Linked DNA regions of Mus musculus: region 2 is linked to region 1. A link is a contact called in public Hi-C data. All regions are on one chromosome and are shown on one strand. Each heading gives the region's core, a stretch centred on a gene start, on an enhancer-like site or on the middle of the called end of the contact. The rest is flanking DNA. Distances are from core to core; before and after follow the strand shown. Region 1 overlaps Ppp1r9a (protein phosphatase 1, regulatory subunit 9A). Region 2 overlaps Pon3 (paraoxonase 3).

Region 1 (5,215 bases), core at 1,870-4,369:
TAGCTCTCCAACTTCAGCATCCGTTCTTTATTCTCTTCTATATTCTGTTGCAGTTGGTTCTTTTCTAGTTCCCACCTTACTTTCTCATTTTCGGCTGCTTGAAGCTGGAGAAAACAAATGTCAAGGCAAAAATAATTTGGGCATGTCTGTAGCACCATCTCTCCACACTATTAGCTTTTTAAGATAAAACCCTATTGTTATATACAATCAGTCAGTCATCAAAACAGCTCAAGATGAGAAGAGCAACTGTTCTTTCCATATCCATAGAGGATAAAACGGAAGGCTTGAAAAGAGAAATGATTTGCTCAAGGTTACCCATCTGATAAAAGACCAAACACAAATCTGACATGAACTCCCATGAACTCTCTTTGCTAGCATGCCGTTTGAAATACTGCAAGCAGGAAATGGTGTCTAGCGCATCACTGATTAGGTCCACTAAATGTTGACACACGTTGTTTGAAAGCACGTTAAATAAAGAGTAGGACAGGAAGTTGATGATTAATTAAGAAGGGAGCGGGGGTGGGAAAGGAGCAGAAGCAAAGGCACTAATGGTGAGGAAGGGACTTAGCTTATGGGTTGTTCTCCTCAACACGTGGGCACGAGGTTCAGGCTTCTAAGAGTTACCACCTGTGTCTCGGGTGGTGACTCAGGTGCCCTTAGAGTCAGAGGGCACCTGTGCTCTCACCACTCTGCATCCTTGCAACACCTCGTGGGCACCCTAACCATTTGAGAGAGTCAGCTCCTGTTACTGTGCTTTTAACCCTTTGGGGGATGTTTCTAGGTTGTTGATTTCAACTGACATGAACACATTCTGTCACTCAGTATATCACAGGGAGTGTTAAATACATCTACAGCTTTTCAAACCTTACTTTATACTATGTATAAAAGACAGGGAAAAAATAAAGGCATTAATAGTTGTCCTGTTAATTTAAATCCCTCCAACGGATCAAAAAGACAGCTCTGTGTAGTTTCTGTCTCTGGAAGTTCTTAGAAACACAGAGTGCAGTTTTTTTTTCTGGGCCTCTTGGTTATAGAGTCCAGGAAAGAGGAAGCCGGTCCAGCGCTGCTCTTAATACAGAACTCATGACACTGAGTTTCAGATGAGGGTTTAAATTGCCCTGACAACCACGTTCTCTTCACCTTGCTACTCTGTCTACCCTTTCTACGTACAAAGCTATCAAGGTTCAAATGACATCCCCATTCTATAGAGCATTGAACAAATGGAGATACACATTCACACAAATGTACACATTTCTATGTCACAAGAATAGTTTTGTGAAAAGTATTTTACTAAATACATGTGGACAAGAGGTTACAAAGTAAAGATTAGTCCCAAACACTGAAGTGAAGAAATCTATATAACATTGATAATAATCACATGTTTTCAAGTGTTATCATATACCAACCTAAAAGGAAAATATAAAATAGTAATTTGTAGACTTTTCTAAATTAATTCTTCATAAATAAATGCCTAAGCCTGTCTATGGGAGCATTTATAAACACAGGGGCTCTTTTCCCTATTTGTAACCAACAGTTTATAAGATCTGCTTTTTAAAGTCAAAAAACAGTTTTCAGATAAAAAGGGCTTGGTTTTTTACAGCATCTTTAATGAATGCTTTATAGCAGTTGTTTAGGTACCAGCCCTGCTAGCTTTAAACTTAAAATTCACGGTGCGCCGCGGACACCATGAATGATGCTGAAATAAGCTTTGACTAGAGAGCTCCAGAGCGTATTAGTCAGGAATGCCACTTAACCAAAGTAGCCAGCTAACTCATCTCCACTTAACCAGCTAACTCATCTCCATTTAACCAGCTAACTCATCTCCATTTAACCAGCTAACTCATCTCCATTTAAAACACATGGAAAACCCAAAGCATGTATTCACTGTGAATCAGAAAACAGATCACTCGACGTAGGCAATAATTATTTTGTAATTTTAAAAAGACTATGGAAACAATACAGCATCGTTTGAAAGCAACTGAAGATATTTTTAAGTCTCTGAAAACATACATTTGATAGAAATGAACAACAATAGCTAGAACTGTATCTTGTACAAGAATTTTACAGTTTCCTTTGATGTCTCACTATTTCATAGAGATTAAAAATATTTTCTTTTATTAATATTTTTCTCTTCAACAAATTTAAATAATGTGAAGTGAGTATATCTCAAGATTTCCAGTAGCAGCTGAATCTAAATTAATTACACAATGCATAGAATGAGCTTATAACTTTACTTCTTAGACATGGGAAGTTTTTCCTAAAAAGAAATTAATGTTCCACATTAAAACAATACATTGCTTCCAGTAAATTAGCTGAAATTATTATAAGGTAAATGACAGAAAGGAGATTTGCTATACCAGCTTATATTTTAGAAATTAATACACAGATGCTTGAGCCATTAAAAATATTATTTTTAATGAAATTTCAGAGAGACTAAACAGTTTAAATCTACTTAAAACACCAAGTGCCCTGTGGCCTTCTCTGGTTATGTGCGGTTATGCTCAGTCTCAAGACAGGTCCATCGATGTACTTAATGTTGGAAATGACCATCTCATGGAAATATGCTCTCAAGTGCACGGGAGCAAATCCATTACTCCCAGAGTATCTGAAGTTTAAAGAGTACAATTCAAACACCACGGAGCGGTGCTTACCTTGGTCTTCAATTTTTGAATCTCTGCTTCTGTAACTGCATGTTTGATTTGCAACTGAAAATTGAAAAGAAAAACATCTCAACTAAGAGTGTTTCTATATTTTTAAAGACTCAGCAGCGAGAAGAATATCTTATGACACAATTAAAAAAATGCTCAGGACCCTGCTGCATTGCAGCAGGTTGTAATTACAAATGTCTAGCATGTAAAATGACTCAGTGGGTGCAAACTAATTAAACATAGGGTTTATGACTCACGGTCCCTAATATCCGATTAAGTTACCAGTTTAATTGCTAAGGGGCCAAAGAAAAGAAAACTCATTTCTTGGCCTCTGCTGCTCTGCCTTTACGATCTGAGCGTCCAGGAGCTGTTTCCTTCCTGAGGCTCGCCCACAGAATGGCTTGAGCCAGCCAGTCAACAGGCCTCGCACAGTGTGAAGAGTCATTCCCACATCGTGCAGAAAGGTGGCGCTGTGGCTCTGTGAGTCGCTCTCACATTCCGCAGAGCAGCTCTGCAGCAGAGGAAGGAGTGGGACGCAGTGGCACAGAAATCTCCGGTTTGTTTTCCGTTTGTGTTCCTTTTTAACCGCAGGAAAGGTACAGATTCAAAATTCTGCCTTCCAAAAGATCTACCTGTATAAAGACTCCAAGCCCCAAAGCATTTTCTTTACAACACAATAGTGGTCTTTGCCATTTGTTTGCTTTACTCCCCCGCCCCCACTCCCTCCCCGACCACGACTGTTTTCCTTCTAGGGGTCATTCATTTCTTTAAGGGCTAAACACCCTTGAATTTAGGGAAAACAGTTTACAGGTTCACAATTTGTTCTCTGGATGTTTTTGATGGGAAGGATGTTTTTGAAATTCCCAATTCTCCCGGTTTTATAGGTCCAAACAGCCCAGTGGAGGGTCTGGGGAGGGAGACACTTTGCAGCCAAGCCCATGAACATTTTCTGCTCTGCAGCTGAGCACAGCCACTAAGTGATGCAGGTGGCACTGTTTCTTTTGGTTATGCTGAATCCTAAATTGGTTTGCCACAAAGTTACTGAAGACCACATCCCACCATCTCACCCCCCCCCCTTTTTTTTTTGTCCAAAGTACTTCGGAGTTAGGACTGTACCGAATCTGGGTTTCTTGGTTTTATGCCACAATCTTAGTGGTCCGTCTCACTCAGATGCCATTAGCAGATACCCAAAGTGTGAGTGTGCCAGGCAAGGAAACTACACCAAGCTTTCTCAGTGAAAAATACTGGCAGAGGTCTTTTGTGCTCACCAGAAATCCTGATCCCTTAGTGAGTACAGCGATGTGGGGAAACTGAGGCTCAGAGCAAATGATCAACCTAACTGTACAAAAAAAACCAACACTAGAACTGGATTAGATCTTGGATATCTAGGTTCTGATCTTGTGCCATTTCTCTAAAAAATTAAAGATGAACTTTATAAGCATCTACTGAGGGGCTCTAGGCAAGATGCTGTAAAGATAACACCCCCCCACACACCTCTCTCAAATAAACAGCCATGATAACCTGCCACTCAAGAATAAAGCCACAAAAGAATATTCTTTAATATACAACATGGAAATGTATATACAACCACAAGGAATTATTTTCCAGAGGTATTATATTCTTAGAGAATAAAGCAAATTCATATGCCTGGATGATTTTTTTCCCATCCATTACTAACAAAAATATCTACTCTGTTGTTTAAACTAATCTGAGTGTGGGCTCTGTTTATAGCTTTCAGTAAGAACGCGCGCGCGCACACACACACACACACACACACACACACACACACGCACACGCACACGCACACGACTAACTGTAACTGAATCAAAATGTCTACGTGTGACTACCAGAAAGGGGCAGGCAGAAGCCTCGTCAGCATCACCTGCAGCACTCCACTTAGCCTGTGCAGGCGTGGAAAATATTTTGGAAGTGAAAAATATTATCTTTGCAGGGGAGTTTTAAGAGTGCTCTAGAACCAGACATTTTCTATCAGATAAGAGCAACATTATCGGCTCTCGTGGCACCAGGGCAGCCTGCCTGGAATTCACACACAACTCTGAGAAACGGTTTCTGCACTGTGTAGACTTTTTTCTATCGTTTATGCACTGGACTGAGGCCTGTTTTGTCTGCAGGGAGCTAATGGAGCTGGAGGTGTTTTTGAAGATATATGATGTTATTAAAATGTAGCAGTGGCAAATCTTTGCCATCTTTTTCTAAGCTTAATAGATGGTGCTTTGGTTTTGGTTGTTTTTTTTTTTTTTTCCAACAAAAGTGGGTTTTATTTCAGGGAACTACATATGCAAAACAAGCTGCAATTAGCTGGTGGAGTCGTAACTCAACCTGGTCAGAAGGTCCCCACCAGGGTGGTGAACTGAGCGCAGGGCAAACCTCTAACAAGGCTGCTTGGATTCTCAGAATGTGGTTATTAATGAGCAACGTGTTGGTTACATCTCTCAGACTGTGATTACAGCTCCTTTAAAAATAAGCATCTGCTTACTGCTAAAGAGGTAACAACTCACAGCTCCCCTTGTCAGTGAACCTTCCACATAGATGGCTTTATTTAGTCT
Region 2 (5,578 bases), core at 170-2,669, 130 kb before region 1:
CCTGACACTGCCCTGGCTAACGCATTCCAGTGAGAGCCGAGTAGTCAGATTAACGGAGACTATTTCACTGTATAGGATGTTAGAGTTAGGGATATCAGGAGCTGAATGTTCTAAGATAGGATCAGCTTATGGATTATCTGTCAGCCATACACTGAAGCTTCCAGACATTCAATGTTCTGTGATTGACAACCTATTTTATTTATTCCTAAATTAAGGGATTAATTCACAGACCAAAATGTCCCACAGAGAACTGTCAGGCTGTAGAACAAAGTTTATCTTCATTAAGCACCTCTTCCACCTAATTTGCCTGGAACAGCTAAATGTGGTCAAGGGCCCTGAATGTAAATTTCATATGTCAGGCCTCAGACCTGCTCCATTACATGTTCAGTAATTACATGGAGGAAGTGAACAGGAACAAGAGATACAGAACAAATTTCACAGTGAGAGGACAGGACCAGACCAGTCCCTCAAAACCTCAGACACACAGCTTCTAATAAGTCTATGAAGGCCACTACCCTCAATCCTCTTCAGGGCACTCTACATTCCAGAGTGAAAGCAGGTATCTGGGAGCATTCTTGAGGTTGGTGATGCCTAGGATTAGCTGGCTTGTTTCCATTGGCGTGTTTACTTTACAAGTCCACTGAGTTCAGTAAATATAGTTACTCTACTCAGGTATTTCACTTGTGTTAGAAGTTCGTTGTCCATCTGGGAAAGGGCTTATTTGAAAGCATTCGCATGCCCTGAGGTTTCTTGAACTTCTGTCGAAATGTAGACCTTTGTGACACACCCCAAAATTTCTCAGCAGACATGATTTGTTTGCTGACAAACCATCCAGGAGAGTGACATACATGTTTGCCTACCACTGAAGTTCCATCTCTTCTCTTTAGAGAGGGCGTGCTAGTGAGGCTGTGGAGACCATTGCACAAACACCCATGCTTTGCACCATTGCTTGGTAAACTTGCTATGTTGATAAAATTGCTGGGATATCCCCTACTGGAGTTTCAATTTCTCCAAAAATAGAAGCATCTAGCATTGGTGTTAATGACCTGACAGGCAGGCAGTACCATAAAAGCAGCCGTTGCACAGTAGTACCTGCCTATAAAATGCCAGCAACTCACAACTGGAACCTTGAAGCTCAAGATAAGCTTGGGAACATAGCAAGACCCCATCTCAAGGCAAAACTAAAGACCTGGGAGATGATTGGGTTTTTAAAGATGCCTAATAACGGTTTCAAGAAGCTCGCTTAAACTTCCTGGAAATTGTATCTTTCTTTGAAATGATCTCTCCCCTCCCCTCTCCCATTCAGACAACACTGCTTATCTTTATGTCGTGAATCACCCCAACATGGACTCCACTGTGGAGATATTTAAGTTTGAAGAACAACAACGCTCTCTCATCCACCTGAAAACTCTAAAACATGAACTTCTCAAGAGGTATGGAGTTAAAACCACGCGTCTTCGGTCTATTTCTTCGGGCCCTCCACTGTGCACCTTGCTTTCTTCCCTTCAGCAGGCGTTCTCCAGCTTTTGTTTCGCAAGCGGAAGATTTTTCTCTTTCTCTAAAGCTTTCTAAAGCTCCCTGTGGTGGGACTGCCCAGCGCCTCAGTAGACATTGCTGTGTTCAGGATTGAATGTCTCTATATTTTCCAACTTTCTGAAAGCTCTTTAATCCTATAAAGGTGCTCAATTAGATTCCCAGCTCCAATTCCAACCTCTTTGCCACAGCAACTCAATCCTGTGCTCTCCTTAAACACCTACTCCCCCTGCCAATCATCGTGGTAGATTGTGTTTTCTGAGTCTTACCCACTGGGTATTATAACCAACCGCCAGATGGGTTATTTCTTTATGTCCAACTCTTTAAAGAAGAAGCTGATAAAAAATTAATAAAAATAAATAAAAACAACTGGTGGGAACTTATAAAGATTACCTTAAGTGTGCTGACTCTGTGCCAAGTCAAAATAGTTTAACTTATTTTCACATAGCATTTAGTAACAAGCATAAGTAAACTGAGTCTCATAGAAGTTGTGGGCCACTTGGCCCTGTGAAGGTTCTATGCCCCAGTATAGGAGAATGCCAGGATCAGGAAGTGGGAGTGGGTGGGTTGGGAGCAGGGGGAAGGAAAAGGGGATAGTGGGTTTTTAGAAGGGAAACTAGGAAAGGGGATAACATTTGAAATATAAATAAAGAAAATACCTAATAAAAAAAGAGAAACCATAACATTACTCTTTGATGATATAAATATTGGTAGAGTGCAATATTTAAGTTGATTTAGTACTTGACACCCAAGGAAAAGAAAATTCTGCAAACATTGCATTCCGTGTCTTTAATATGGACAAGTTAAATTTTGCAAAGGATGATCTTTTTTTCCAAGATCAACTCATTTTTTCTGACTTTCTATAATAAAATGTAGTATATCTTATACTTTTCTTGGAATTACTATAAATACATTGGGCATTGCGAAGGGGCAAAATAAAAACGGAAAATGTATAAGTGAAGAAGAAGAAGAAGAAGAAGAAGAAGAAAAAAAGTTGTGGGCCAGGTAGGTGGCCCGAGTCAGCTTGTGACTAAATCACCACGTAATCCCAGGTCCATCAAAAGTGAGCTCTTAATTTGCAATGATCAGCATCATTCTTATTGAATTTAGACGATTATTATTCCTTAATCAATGTCAGGGTTTAAGCAGTAAGAGATATTTTCCCCTCTTATGAACTAAAAGCATCACTAGGTTCTTGAGGCCACAGTGGATCTGAACTTCACAGGATTGCTAGGGAATGGAAAGTAAAGAAAAGGGATTGTTATGAGTTGAATGATGTCCTAAAAACTGCAAAATAGCCGGGCGGTGGTGGCACATGCCTTTAATCCCAGCACTTGGGAGGCAGAGGCAAGCGAACTTCTGAGTTCGAGGCCAGCCTGGTCTACAAAGTGAGTTCCAGGACAGCCACGGCTACAGAGAAATCCTGTCGAAAAAAAAACAAAAACACAAAACAAAACAAAACAAAAAAAAAAACAAAAAAAAAAAAACAAAAAGAACAAAACAAAACAAAAAACCTGCAAAATATTTCCCAAGTCATCCAAACTCCACTTTTTAAAAATTTTGTATTAAAACCTGTGTTTGAATTTCTTCCACACATACCTCAGAATGTGATCTTGCTTATAAATACCCAGTTAAAGATGAAGCCTTAGTGGATTAAGATATATCCTTAATCAGTAAGAAGGCAGACAAGTGCAGAGATTGCCACACAATGATGAATACTCTCCCAAACCTGGAGCGAGAGATCTACAGGTCAGGGAGCGGGACCTGATGGTGGAAAAGCCACGAACAGATCTTTCCACCAAGACTTTAGTGGGATCATGGCTCTGCTAACTCCCTGCTTCAATATGCTTACTCTGTTGAACCATTTAGAATAACTTTTGTTTTTTAATCCCTACAGTTGATGGCAGTTTATTATAACAGACCCAGGGAACATACATGAGGAAGTTGTAGAGGTGCCCTGTCAAGTTACCCATTACTAAATGCAGTTGACACTGCTTGAAATCAGGTTACCTCGAAGAGGCAACATAAGCCTTGTTTCACAATGATCTGACCACGATAAGAAAGACAAAAGAGCCCTGATGTAGCTGTCTCTTGTGAGACTATGGAGGGGCCTAGCAAACACAGAAGTGGGTGCTCACAGTCGGCTATTGGATGGATCACAGGGCCCCCAATGAAGGAGCTAGAGAAAGTATCCAAGGAACTAAAGGGATCTGCAACCCTATAGGTGGAACAACAATATGAACTAACCAGTACCCCGGAGCTCGTGTCTCTAGCTGCATATGTATCAGAAGATGGACTAGTCAGCCATCAGTGGAAAGAGAAGCCCATTGGTCTTGCAAACTTTATCTGCCTCAGTACAGGGGAACGCCAGGGCCAAGAAGTGGGAGTGGGTGGGTGGGTGAGTGGGGGAGGGAGGGTATGGGGGACTTTTGGGATAGCATTGGAAATGAAGAAAATACCTAATTAAAAAAAAAGACAAAGGAGTTTATCTTGTGACATCATTTCTCCTTAGTCAAAGGTGCCTCAAGGAACTTCTCACTCTTGCCCTGTCAACTTGTTCATGTTTGAGTCACACCAGTGCTATCCTGTGCTTTGAGACCTGACAAATCTGCAGTGGGAGGCAAGAGGTCATAGCTGTGACCTTTTGTGAAGTGACACCTGTGGGAAACCTCCCCAGAACTGGTTGAATTTGTTCCTACTTGACAGTGGAAAGAGCCCAGTGAGACTGCAGGATCTAAGTAGGAGTTTGAGAAGGGCTCTAAGACACACATTGAGCAACAAGTACTAAGGGCAAAACAGAGCCTCATAGGAGGAAACTGTGAGGCAACTTAATGTAGGGTGCCAGGCAAGACTTGAATACAATTTATGATGTCATTCAAGGTCTTTTGGCAGAGGGGCCACTTAGGCCAAGTCACGAAAGATGGATAGGCTAGCAACAGGGCAAACTGCACAAAATTGCAAAACATTTTCTGATTCATCCAAACTTCCCTTTCTTAAAATTGTATTTGTTTAAAACAAAACAAAAAACAACAGCAAAGGCTTTCAGCTCATGAGATGGCTTAGTAGGTATAGATGCTTGCCAGCAAGCCTGACAACCTGTGGTTGATCTCTGGGACATACATGGTAGAAAGAAGAGAACAGACTTCTGCAGGCTGTCCTCGGACCTCTGCAATGCACTGTTACAGATATCCTAGAGAACTCATGAGTGTGCATATGCGCACACACGTTCATGCTCGTGCAGTGTGTACCCACAAACACACACAGACACACACACAGACACACACATAATAAATACAAATCTTTCATCTGTCTTCTTAATTTTCAAGTCACATTTTCATGCTTTCTTTTCTAAAAATGGGCATGCATTCACAACACTGGTTGTATTACAAATTCAAAGCTTTCTTAAGAGGAAGAACAGAAGAAAGAGTACCACCCATTATCTTACTTGCTTAGAGAAAACATAAATGCCAAGGTAGACTTGGTTAAGAGATAATGACAGGAAGGAATGCCAATGGCTCAAAGTTGTGCCAGTTTCTTTGATTTCCTCATTGAAGCTGCACATGGTAATTAAGGGACCTAGTGTCTCATTGTCCTCACTTAGGTTCCTAGGAGGACAGAATAGTATACTCTCAGGAAAAAATGGTTCTATGAAAATACAATAGATCACTCTTTGGTTTTCCAGCTCTTTCATTAAGGCCTGGGGAGATGGCTCAGTCAGTAAAGTTCTTATAAGCATGAGGACTCAAGTTTGATCCTCAGAACTCAAGTACAAACACATGGCTAGGCATGGTAGCACATGTTTGTAATCACAGTGATGTGGAGACAGACATAGGGAAACCCTTGGGGCTTATAGGTCAACCAGTCTAGCCTACATGGGAAGTTCCGGGCCAACAAAAAAACCCTCAAGAATCAAGGTAGATACCACTTGAGGAACTACACCTGAAGATGACCTCTGACCTGCTCTCCCCTGACACACATATGAATATGCACACTAATACACACAAAGAAAAGAAGCCACATTGGTTTTGGTCAAAATAAGTTATAT

Evidence for each region. Hi-C and Micro-C count contacts between places; a contact is called where the count stands out from the background.
Region 2: a Hi-C map of the G1E-ER4 cell line shows a contact between it and region 1, with 2.3 times the contacts expected there. The contact joins two enhancer-like sites. A contact is called at or near these places in 3 of 484 Hi-C or Micro-C datasets (the G1E-ER4 cell line, bone marrow-derived macrophages and embryonic stem cells) and 3 of 9 other capture datasets (adipose tissue, embryonic stem cells and pancreatic islet).

The regions. Positions count from the first base shown.
Region 1 is chr6:5,108,490-5,113,704 of GRCm38.p6, reverse strand. Ppp1r9a (protein phosphatase 1, regulatory subunit 9A) reads right to left here. Exons shown (of 16, transcript NM_001363809.1): 8 at 2,652-2,705; 9 at 1-104. Among named protein-coding and RNA genes, the nearest start is that of Gm46949, 43 kb to the left of the region's middle. Within about 2 kb of position 3,119, at least 212 of the 459 cell types and tissues checked have an H3K27ac peak or open chromatin away from gene starts, as enhancers often do. A contact at or near this core is called in the G1E-ER4 cell line, where this site is marked.
Region 2 is chr6:5,232,727-5,238,304 of GRCm38.p6, reverse strand. It overlaps Pon3 (paraoxonase 3), which reads left to right. Exons shown (of 9, transcript NM_173006.2): 5 at 1,307-1,433. Among named protein-coding and RNA genes, the nearest start is that of Pon3, 21 kb to the left of the region's middle. Within about 2 kb of position 1,419, at least 10 of the 459 cell types and tissues checked have an H3K27ac peak or open chromatin away from gene starts, as enhancers often do. A contact at or near this core is called in the G1E-ER4 cell line, where this site is marked.